2 separate regions of the Mus musculus genome follow, and region 1 is linked to region 2. Evidence: chromatin contacts called from public Hi-C data. All regions are on one chromosome and are shown on one strand. Each heading gives the region's core, a stretch centred on a gene start, on an enhancer-like site or on the middle of the called end of the contact. The rest is flanking DNA. Distances are from core to core; before and after follow the strand shown. Region 1 has its middle 17 kb from the start of Gm34770. Region 2 has its middle 36 kb from the start of Gm39350.

Evidence for each region. Hi-C and Micro-C count contacts between places; a contact is called where the count stands out from the background.
Region 1: a Hi-C map of cerebral cortex shows a contact between it and region 2, with 3 times the contacts expected there. The contact joins two enhancer-like sites. A contact is called at or near these places in 6 of 484 Hi-C or Micro-C datasets (astrocytes, cerebral cortex, cortical neurons and 3 more) and 7 of 115 datasets of contacts at active chromatin or transcription factors (CD8 T cells, embryonic basal ganglia, embryonic stem cells and 3 more).

The regions. Positions count from the first base shown.
Region 1 is chr9:61,675,250-61,681,476 of GRCm38.p6, forward strand. No RefSeq gene overlaps it. Among named protein-coding and RNA genes, the nearest start is that of Gm34770, 17 kb to the left of the region's middle. Within about 2 kb of position 2,067, at least 24 of the 459 cell types and tissues checked have an H3K27ac peak or open chromatin away from gene starts, as enhancers often do. A contact at or near this core is called in cerebral cortex, where this site is marked.
Region 2 is chr9:61,556,852-61,562,288 of GRCm38.p6, forward strand. No RefSeq gene overlaps it. Among named protein-coding and RNA genes, the nearest start is that of Gm39350, 36 kb to the right of the region's middle. Within about 2 kb of position 2,065, at least 49 of the 459 cell types and tissues checked have an H3K27ac peak or open chromatin away from gene starts, as enhancers often do. A contact at or near this core is called in cerebral cortex, where this site is marked.

The DNA.
Region 1 (6,227 bases), core at 817-3,316, 120 kb after region 2:
TGGATCTGGAATTCAAGGTCATCCTGGCTACAAACCAAGCTTGGATCTAGCCTGGGCTATAGGAGACCCTGTCTCAAAAAGAATTTCCCTTCTGGTCTGGAAGGTTCCAGAGAATCCTGTCCCATTCTAATGAACTGATTGATTTGCAAGAAATTTTGGGTTGGCCAGTGGGAGCAGAGGCATCCAGGGAAAGGATGAAAAAGAAAAGCCATAATCAGACACAGGACAGGAAGAGCCCCTGCCAGATGTCAGGCTTCTGAGTTTCAGCCATCAGAGATGCAGTCATCGGGCTTTGGTCAAGGTGACCTTGAACCACAGCGTTGTCTGTAACACAGCCCTGGGAACAGAATGAGTGCCAGGATTCCCAGGCCACAAGGGTACTGTTTACTAAAGAAACACTCCAACCCATACACTCTTGAATCTCTTCAGTCTCTCCCTCATCCATTCAGAATAGACTATACCTGTAGTTAATAGCTTTTAGGATCAATTGCTACAAAAAGAGACATCTGATAACATGAATCTTCAAGAAAGACATACATGAATTGAGGTAAAGGGCAGGGTTAAAAAGCTATGTTAGGGTTCATCCTGTGACTGCTTCCCCTCCCCCCACATGCCTTAGGAACTTTGTTCCATGTGCTTCCATAGAGTGGATGGTCCCCTCTTCCACCTAAGTCACACACGGTCCAACCCTCGTCAGAATCCTCTGAGTCTCTGGCTACTATAAACAGCCCGCAGATGAAGCACGTGTCAAGAAGGACCCGTCAGATGCTCCCAAGGGGACTCTAATGGATGCTAGGATTAGGTTTGAGAAGTTTGGGGCTGTGGTGGCTGGCTTGTGGAGAGAGCAAGTCTAAGGCCTCCCTAGAAAGGGGAGGCCTGTTAACCACAATTCCAGCCATCTATGAAGCCATCTGTATTTCTTTGACCTTATAAGTTACCTTTTTACTTAAAATTGTTTGGCTTGGGTTTCTGCCACTTAACTAATTTAGTTATTTAATCTTGGCATGTAATTTTAGCTGTGAGTCTCCTGGATGACAACGGAAAGAACGGTGGTAAAGCACAACGCTCTTATTCTCTAGCACCCTAAGGCCCAAACCATAAAACAGATTCTTTTCTCAGGGGCGCAAGCCCTTCTTTGGCATCGGCGAGTGGCCCAGAGCAGTGCCTTCCACAGATGTTTCAACAATGAGACAGACATATTCTTCCTGTGGCAGGCTGCCTTGGAGACAAAAGGCAAGCAGCAGACACATATCATCAGTTAGTGCTTACAATGAGGACTCCCACTGGCTAGCCCAACATCTCTTGCAAATTGATCAGTTCATTAGAATGGAACAGGGTTCTCTGGGGGCTTCCCAGATCAGAAAGGAAATCCTTATCTTTTTGAGACAGGGTCTCATTAGCCCAGGCTAGACTCAAACTTGATTTGTAGCCAGGATGACCTTGAATTCCTGATCCACCAACCAGAGAGGCCTCAGCCTGTCCCATCTTCCTGGGTCCTGTGACACTTGGGCACAGTTCCTCCAACAGCTCCTCCAAGGTGTCACTCCAACACATCGCTTCTTTGGTTAGAAGGTTGGTGTTTCCTAGCAAGGGACTACAAAGCCATATTACACTCACTGCTAAGTAAACAAATGCTTGAGGCTGTGTTTTACTGGTTCCATACCATCTGCCATCTGGTTTGGGGGAGCAAGGAAAGCTGTGGTTTTGTTGGGTTTGTGTATATGTGTGTGTTGCTGTTGTTGAGTTTGTTTTTTTTTAATTTTTTTTTTAAAGTTTAGGGTTTGTTTTTTTTCCCCCTCCATGAAAATTCTGAGGTTGAACGCTGGCAACAGTAAGGGGCTGCTTCAAAGCCCTCTAGTTTCCCACATCTTACACTCAGCTAAACGTTGGAGGCTGGTCTGGGTCCCCATCTGCTAGGCAGCCTGTTGTGTGAAAATGAGATCTATACATACGCAGGGCTCCTCGGGCCAGCGTCCAAGATCTGAGGGATCATTCTGAGCAAGCCGTGAGTGGTGGCTAGTGACTGTGGACTCGATGCTCGCAGAACAGGCGACAGTGGGTGGGAGCATGCGACAGGAGACTAGAGGAAGCCTGTCTCCACAGCAGAGCTGTCAGGGAGCGCTGGCTCAGCCTTTGAGACCTGGGATGCTGGAGTGGAGATCTTGGAATGATAAGCATGCTTCAGGGGCTGAGTGGAGAATCAGCCCAGGCTTATTTAGAACCCTCCCCTTGGGAAGATGCACGGTGTGGGGGTGAAAGTGAGGTGTGTGTCAGGGGTGGAGGTGTGTGGTGCATTGTGGGGGTGGAGAGAGATATGTTGTGTGGGGGAGATGGGGTATACTGTATGGCAGGGGCAAGGTGCATCATATGGTGATGTCAGGGGTAACATGCATTGTGTATTGAGAGTAGGGTAAAGCTCAATAGCCCAGCATGGCCTGCAAACGGCTTTGCATACTGGAGCTCTCTGAAAGGGGAGATGTGTTCTTTGAGCAGTTTTTGTAACCCTTGCCCTGACTTCTGCTTCTTTATCTATCAAACAAGACAGAGGTGGGTCTCGGTTTTACCACAGAACCTGGAGAGCATGGAAGCCGACTGAGGCTGGAGGGTGGAGCCTAGCACATGTATGTTGAATAAAAGGATTGAAGACACTCATCTGAGTGACCAGGGCCATGTGAGAGCCTGACTAGTGAAGCCACAGCCTCCAGGTTGTGAAAAGGCCAAATTTGTAGCTTTGGAAATTTTATATTTAAATATGACATGCCTAATATTTCCATACTAGCAGCTGGTAAAACTATTAGAAATTATTCCGGTCACGTAAGATTTGTCTGTAACCCACAGAAGGCACCCCAGATCTCCAGCTGGTGTCCATGGAGGAACTGGGTCAGACTGGAAAGAACCATAGACTGCCGTGCGTGGCTTTGATGAGAGCTAAAGAGGCCCAGACCAGGCTAAGCGAGATGGTCCTGCCCTGTCCTGCAAGAACTGTGGCCGACACATCACTGTCCTGGCACTGGCACCTCCAGGCGTGGCCTACAGAGCTGAAAGGGCTTTCCCAAAGGTGCTACCTTGATGCTCACATCCGAGACAGCTATGAGGTTCTAGTCGCTGGAGAGGGCAGCATCCACACGTACCCTTCATCTTTATTTCAAAAGTCACTGCTGGGAGACAAATGAGCTCTACATGGCTGGGCTGTTGTCTGTGTCCATGTGACCATGTCTCACGCCTGTGCACATGTGGTGTCCCTGTGTAACTCTGACGTATACATGTACACGATTGTGGTGCACCGCCTGGATGGTAGTCTGCTCCCTCCCCTCCACCAAGTCAGCAAGCCGGTAGTTATACAAAGTGACACTTAGGTGACCCATCTCTGATTACATGTGGGCCCTCTTGGGAATCAGTCCTTGTAGTCTGGGCAGCTGGAGAATTTTTACATGATTTTTCTCTGGATTTTTCGGGGCTGAGGTTTCTCTGTACCCCAGCTTTGGAGAAGGCCTTGGGTCATCTGACGTTCTCGGTGAAGAGTCCTAACTGGAATTCTCCAGTAACCCTCCTCATTTGCATTTCCAATCGTGTGACCAGATCATGTCAGTAAAATAACTCAGAGTCCTCTTTTCCCCCTTTAATGGATCTCATGTATTTGACATGAAGCCATTATACTGTATGTCCCAAGTTTAAAAATGACTGTCTATGCAAGCTTGGTGATGACTTTAAAACAACCGCCCAGGGAGAAGCCCAGACCTCACCAAGACTCCCTTCTTGCCATGTGATCTTGGACACACTCTCTGAGGCTGGCTGATCTAAGTCACCCCTCCCCGAGTCCTTCCTATCTCAATGCTCCAGGGCGAGAGTTAGGTAACCCAGGCACGGTGAAAACTCACTACCAAAAGGTCCCAGGGAAACCTAGAGCAGCTAGATCACTAAACCAGACCTGTGAAGAAGAACTGGTCCCCTGACAGACTGGGAAACTGAGGCCCAGCATAGTGGGGCATCTGGGGAAAGGTGGGTTGATGGAGAGGCTCTCTTTCTGAAGAGCAAGGGCTCTCAGGGACTTGTAAATCCTTTTGGGGGGCAACCAGGCTGGAAGTGAAGGGCCTCTCTGAGGAGACCCGGAGGCAGTTAAAGAAAATAACTAGCTAATTTGCTGCTTAGTCAGGCGTGGGTCTATCTCACATTCTAAAACTGAGGTAACAGCTGATGTGATTTAAGAGCCCACGGAGATAAAATGAAGTGTAATTACTTCACGTTATTTTATTTTCTGTGACATTCATGCAAGACACCCCTACTCCACTTTCACCTGCATCAGAAATGCTCTCTCTCCACTAATGTGCACTGCAATCTTCCCAGGCCTGTCTGTGCCTGACTGGGCTCCATGACGTCTGGCCATGATGGGCCAGCTTTGGGGAGTCCTTAGTGCCTCAAAGAGGGCAGACTTTGAGGGACAAAGAAAGAAGGGTAACTAAGACATTCTGTATCTCTCTTACACACACACACACACACACACACACACACAGAGAGAGAGAGAGAGAGAGAGAGAGAGAGAGAGAGAGAGAGAGAGAGAGAGCAAGAAAACCACATCCAGTCTGGACTGAAAAAGCAACGGTGAAGGGTGACTACCCCACCCAGTAAATCAAGATGTGGGATTCAAACCACTTCCGCCCTCAGCTTCAGGTCAAGAGCGTCACGTATCTGCATAAGACCTCACAGGGGCGGAGTTGCTGCTGCCAGGATGGGAGTGCAAAACCCCACTCAGGTGACAGGTCACACACCCATGGACACAGCCAAGTAGAGGAGAGGCCAGAATGAAATGACAGATCTGTTCACCTCACGAGACAGGACCACTGGACTCCATTCTCCAAGATCCCAAGGACACAGAGGTGTATAGGCCACAGTCCTTGAACCAAACCAAGATGGCTCTGGCACCAATTCCTGCTGAGCTTCTGCAATGTTCTATACCCATCTCCTAGGCCTGAGATTCTCTCTATGTAGGGACCCCTCATGGACTCAGACACTGAACCCACAGGGTATATTAAGAGGCTCAGACCCGGGCTGAGGCAGTGACTCAGCTAGTGAATGGAGTTTACCCTGACATGGCCTGATGACCAAACGCCCACCCCTGGAACTCATGTAAAGGTAGCAGGAGAAAACCAACTCCACAACATTGTCTCTGCCTACACACACACACACACACACACACACACACACACACACACTACAGAATGTGCGTCCACATACACTAACTTCAATGATAACATAATAGAGGTGACTTTTGAAGGGGTCCAGCCCTTCACTTCAGAGGGCATACTGGTTGACGGCCAGTAGCCCTCTTTGTGCAGAAGGCTCTCTCTACCGCTGGCAGGCATTCCCCATTATCCCAGATGCAAGGAGCCTTAGAGACCACAGTTCTTAGTTTTAGGTGCTGAAGCTACTAAGCTCCTTTCCATCGGATTCCCCATCCCCTTGGGGAGCTTATGATGTTGCTCCAGTGAACTGGCCCACGCCTGCCTGCTGTGCAAGGATCCCAGGTTGTCAGTCTCTCGTCTGCAGACAACTGCAGCCCCTGCGGCGTTACCCAGTCTCAGCTGTGTCTGTAATGTCTATGCAGGCTTATAGACTGGGTCAATTCTTTCTCTCCTTCTGATCTCATCTCTAAAGTGGGGAGGCTAGACAGAGGAAGAGCTTACTCCTTTTCCACATTTGGCTTTGTGTCTGTCCCCAGGGACACCCCGGAGCAAGGACTCAGCCAGTAAGGGCAACAACGCCACAGCAGTCGTGAATGGAAGAGAAGCCCTATGTTTCCACGTTCTGGGTCCAGTGTGCATTCTGTGCCCTAGAGACAGAGACAGGGAGGCAACCCCACAGCCTGAGATGAGGAAGTACGCTCTCCACATCTGAGCTACTTCTAGGGTGAGGGAGGGGCCTCAACTTGATGGTTTCTAGGGAGAGAGAGTTTGTGGCAGGAAGCAGGCCAGAAAAAAAAAAAAAAACCTAAAAACAAAAACAAAACCAGAATCAGCCGGGGAACATCAGCTTGCCACACAGCCTCCCAGGACCTTGGTGGAGAGTCACTGGTACAATGCATCCCCAGAAGTCTTGGAAGGAGACGGGGGTGGGGGTGGGGTGGGGGTGGGGGTGGGGGTGGGGGGGGGCGGGGGGGGCGGGGGGGGAGGAGAGTAGGTTGGGGTTGGGCACTTTCAGGAAAGCTACTGACATGGCTGGGGACAAATAGC
Region 2 (5,437 bases), core at 815-3,314:
AAATAATGTGCTCATAATGTTGGGCACCTTATATGGTGACAGTGGCTTGCACTGGGGGGTGGTGTGGCTTAGCAGGGAAGTAGGGACAGTGGCCAGAGTGTGGATCCAGCTGAAGCTGCTTTATTGGACATGGGGGGGGGAGGGTGGAGGAGGCACCAAATATTTCAGATGAGCAGTAGGCTAGAGGTGTTACTGGTGCCGTAGGGAGGCTGTGGGTGGAGAGGGTTTGGGGAGGGGGTGGCTTAGGGACTTTGGATTTGTGGAGTTTGTGATGCCTGTTAGACATCTAAGTCAAGATGTTGAGTGGGTGTTCGGATATATCGACTGACGTCCAGGAAAGAGGTCTGAGCTGGAAATATAAATGTGGGCGGCATTAGCATAGAGCTGGTATTTAAAGCCACAAGACTAGGTTGCCATGAGCCTTCCTCCCACATGGCTTCTGATCGGCCTATAGCCAAAGCTGTTCAGAAGACAAGCAAGACCCCACTGGTAGTAACACCCAGATCTCACAGGTTCCTTGTCCTCAACTGCTACTCCTTAGGGAGTCTTCCAGGGAGCCTTGGCCAGGCCACGAGTCCCATTGCCTTCTGATACAGGCTCAGCCTCCCAATCATCACAGTCCCTAATGTGTGCTAGGAGGATCGCCACCATCCTTACACCACAGCTCTCAAGGTCCAGAGACTAGACGTACACAGGGACACATGTCTTCTTGCCTCTTTCAGACTTGTGTGTTGGAGACTTACGAAGCTCTTGTGAGTTCAGGTCTAAGCTCTGGGTGGCCTGTTCGTTCCCCCAACTCCATGCATTTGACCCTTCTCTTGGAGCTGTCTGATGCCACACAGAGTATACCAGGGAGGGCACAGTGTCATGAAGTCAACACGGCACATCTTAATCATGTGTCAGTGTTCTTGACGAGTAAAATAAAAGATAGAATAACTAAATATCCTAATAATGATAACAATTTTTTGAAAATTAAAGCCTCAAATTAGATTAGAAGCTGATATCAACTCCAGATTCACCTGTATATGCGTCCATTGTAGCTCTTCCTCAGATATCCCTAGGACCTCGTAATACCTTCCCATGGGTGGTGAACGATGCAATTTGAAGTTCTAGATGCTGTCAGTGATTGTAAAGAGAGCAAGAGGGGAAGGTGGGGGAGAGCTGTGAGTTAAGTTTCTTAGCTGGGTGGGGTTAAGATAGCAGTTCCTGGAAAAGAACTCAAAGGAGACGGAAGTGACAAAAAGGGGCAGTGGATTCCACCAGAGGGAAAACTACATAGGAAGTAGTGTTTCCCAAAGTCCTTTTAATGAGGGCTCCCAGGATCACCCAAATCTGAAATCAACACTAGGTCACTGACAGTTCAAGGTTCAAGGATGAGGCTTCCTTGGGAGGCAAAGTCAATACTTTTCAAAGTCAAGAAGGCAGGAGGCTCATTGACCCGATCAAGGACAAGTCAGGAAGAGACTGAGTGTCAGATGTGACAGGTGCCATGTGTGCTACATGTGCATGGAAACATGCAGGAGTTCCAGGGAACACGGCCCATGCCCATCCCCTCAGTCAGGCAGCCCATACCCTGTACCCAATGAGCGATCCCCAGAGCCAAACTCAGCATCAAGGTCTAAGCCATGAGTTCCAAGTGACGCAAGAGTCAGATCACCAGCACTTTGGAGCCTGTTAAATATACTCGTCTCTGGTCTCCTCTTTTAGACCTGAGTCATAACCTAAGACATGTTTTGGAAGTGCCTTAGGTCTCCCGGGTTAAGTTCCACGTCTCTGCAAATGTCTCACATGGGGTGTGGTCCGGTTCTTGATGTCCACCGCCTGGGTACTGTGCCAGGGAATGGACTGCATCCAGGGAAAGTAGAAAGCTATGTAAGACGCGGACGGTGCCCTCAGCTAGTTCAGAGACACGAAGAGAAAGACAAATGGTAACTTCAGGAATGAATCCAAGGCGACGGAATTATGCCTCTCCAAGCAATGCTACTGGGAACTAGGGAATGTGACCCACTCAAAGGCTATGAGATCATAGGACGGCCTGAGCCAGGCTCTCTCATTAACTGGCCAAGGGATTCTCAAACTGTGGTGCAGACACTGAGCCAGAATTCCAGCTGGCCCAGAGGGGAGTCTGGGTCTCATTGTGTCTGCTGGCCTGATGGGCTGGCAACGCCACAGGGAGAATAACTGCCTGGGGGCGGGTGGGGGGGGTGTCATGGTTGGACCAGCTTGTCCCTAGATGTTGAGAACAGATGTGAGGCACACAGAACGAGAGGCAAGGGTCTTCCTCTTGGCCCAGCTCTGCCAAATGCTGTGGTGCAGAGTCTTTGGGATAACCCCAGGACTTCTGCTTCCCCGACTCAGGCAGAGCAGAGCTATCTGTGAGGTAATTTTCCTGCTCGTGGATAGAAGTGCATGTTTCTCCCCTGCTTTGCAGCCTAGGAGAACTGCAGGCATCGTGATAGTTATTCACAGAGCAGTGGACACGTTTGAACACGAAACGTTCCCCCACTAGGGCTGTGACTCAACACAGCACTGATAGGAGATGAGAGGAAGAGAGGAGAAAATCCTTGCAACTCGTGGGTCAGCTGGGCTGGTGTGTATATGTTGGGGAACAATAAGGAGACATGTCAAACAAGGTGGGAGGCAAGGACCAACTCTGGAGGTTGTCTTCTGACACCCATATGTACACTGTGGTTTGAATGTGTCAATAGTGACAGACATGAACACACACATTAAAAAATGAAAATATTGAAGGGTTGGTCCCCAGCAGACATGCCATTTGGAAGGTGCTTGATGTTTTAGAAGGTAGGGCCTATGTGGAGGAAGTAGGCCCTGAGGGCACATCCTTTGTGGCTCTATCCTGTCAAGGACCACTCTCTGTCTTGCTCTCTGCCTCCCATCATTCGTGAGATTGATGGCTTCCTCCTTAAGCTTCTCTATGACGCTCTCTCCACTTTACCTCACTCTCAGAACCACCAGAGCCAAGCCCGGGGACCCAAATTCACCGCTGTGTGACAACACAGGCTCCCCTTCCTTTCAGCTGTTTCGGGTTTTTAATCGTAATGTTTTAAGTTTTATTTTATAAAATGTATATACAACAAATTTGCAAATAAAAATACCACTAAAAATTAACCAGACCCTCAAAATCGATATAACTCAGTGAAGTCCCACACAGTTAGAATGGGTGTTCAGAACGGGAGCTGTAGGGTTAACACAATCCCTGTTACCACTGTTACATTTTACCCTCTCACCAATGGGTGCATCTAGCACCAAACCCCCAAATGTCTGTGACAGAGTTAGACTTAGAATAACTTTATATCGTCGATCATGACTTGTGTCTGTCACCTGCACTGAGCCTTCAGTCTCTCCTCACCCCCTCATGTTTAGCCTTTCTTTTTTCTACATGTTATATGTACTCATGTGTACAGTGGCTTACATATACACATATGCTATTGGTTAGATTCTGCATATGAGAAAGAACATGCAGGTTTTTTTTTTGGTTTTGAGATATGTGATCTCACTTATACATTCTAAGTCCAATTATTTCCTGTAAATTCTTAAACTTCTTTTCCTTTAGTATTTAATAGTATTCTATTCTATTCCACACACATATGTATATTTACCAATTTTTCATTATCTGTTTTCTGTTGATGGACAATGAGGTTGTTATAGCATCCCAAATGTAACACAAACATCAGGGGAGACTGATTCCAGACTAGGGTACAATTCTTAGCAAAAATGTAGCATAAGAGAGTTAATGCCCAGTGTCCATGTCCACTTTTTGTGGGTGGCAGCAAGACGGACATCTGGGATCTCCACTTGAGACTTTTCCTGTGTATCCTCAGAAATACTTTTACAAGGAGGAGATTCCTGGCACAGAGCCCCACACCAGCAGGTGAACAGAAAGATTCAGAAGAGTCTGGTTGGTACTACTCGATGATAAGGATTTTTGTGAACCAACAAACTGATGGAGCCCAGAGAAATTCAGTGGGTCACAAAAATGGTCAGACTGTGGGGGCATGGGAGGTGGGGTTGGGAACACTCAGCATCTTCGTGGGCCATAGACAGAGGCAGTGGTCTCAGCCCAGCGCCTCCCCGGAGGAGGCGTCCTTCAGCTGTCTGAGGGTCTGAAAGCCTGTGTGACGTAGTTCTGCTGATTCCCACCGACCACGCACCAACCTCACAGCACCTGAAGTCACTTAGGAAACAAAGTTCTGCGTGTGTCTGTGTGGAAGCTTCCAGATCAGGTTCTTGGGGAGATCCAACCTGACTGTGGTGGCGCCATCCCATTGGCTGGAGACCCAGACGGAATGCAAAGGAGGCAGGAAACTGAGCAGCAGCGTCCACCTCTCGATGCTTCCTGACTGGGGATGTCACATGACCATCTGCCTCAGGCTCCAGCCATAATGTACTCAGTCTATGAACTGTGAGCTAAAATAAGTCCTTTCTGAGTAGGACTTAATACAGAGGTACTTGTAAAGACAGGGCAGAGTATGTGGAAACCACTGGCTATCTCCATATTGCTTACCCAAGGCACCTGGCAAATGGCCCACCTGAAAGGTGGACACAGATTAGCATCTTCTCTGGGAAGGGTCCCCTGAAGATGGATTCCCATATACCATCAGCAGGTACTTCACTCACCACAGAAGTTCCTAGCTGGCTGCCAGGAGCCATGTTGGGAATGCAGTCTTATCATTTATCCCATTATGTCTCAGGTGATCTCTACCTCAAATACTCACAGGGAGGGCTGTGCTTGTCAAATAAGCCACTCGATCTACAGACAGAATATAATCAGGGCCCTGGAAAAAGTTCTCTGAGCCACTAATGACTCCATTCCCTCTCCTTACGCTATTTAGCAAGCGCCTGGCATCAGCCTCAGCCCCCCAGATCCTGACAGGAGGTAGAAGGCTGTGAGATCCACCGGGGAGATTAATGGCTCCGTCTAATTTGTTCTGAGCTTCCCGGGAGCCGCAGGGAAGATCTCAGAATCGCCTCCTCCTCTGAAATACAGAAGAAAATAAAATAAAAGGTTGTGACAGAGATTTAAATGAGAATAAAATGCCAATTAACTCAGAGGTATTGAGCTAGACTCTGCTTCTCAGAAGGTTCCCAGGTCTCACTTGGCGGATCAGTTTCAATTCTGCCACCCCCACCCCCCAAGCACCAATGGCCACACTGGGAAGCCGGCCTCAGAGCAATCCAGAACCCGGTTGGTGCCAGACCCACGACTTATCACTTTAATTGACAGTTACACCCTACGATGCTCCTATCTTTACCAAATGGGTTCAATTTAATTTGAAATGGTGAGTTTTTCTTTTCCCCTACTGAAATATTTAGTTCAGCGGGCTTTCCCATCTTCACACGCCACTACTCTCCCATTCTGTTCCAAACACACACACACACACACACACACACACACACACACACACACATATGAACC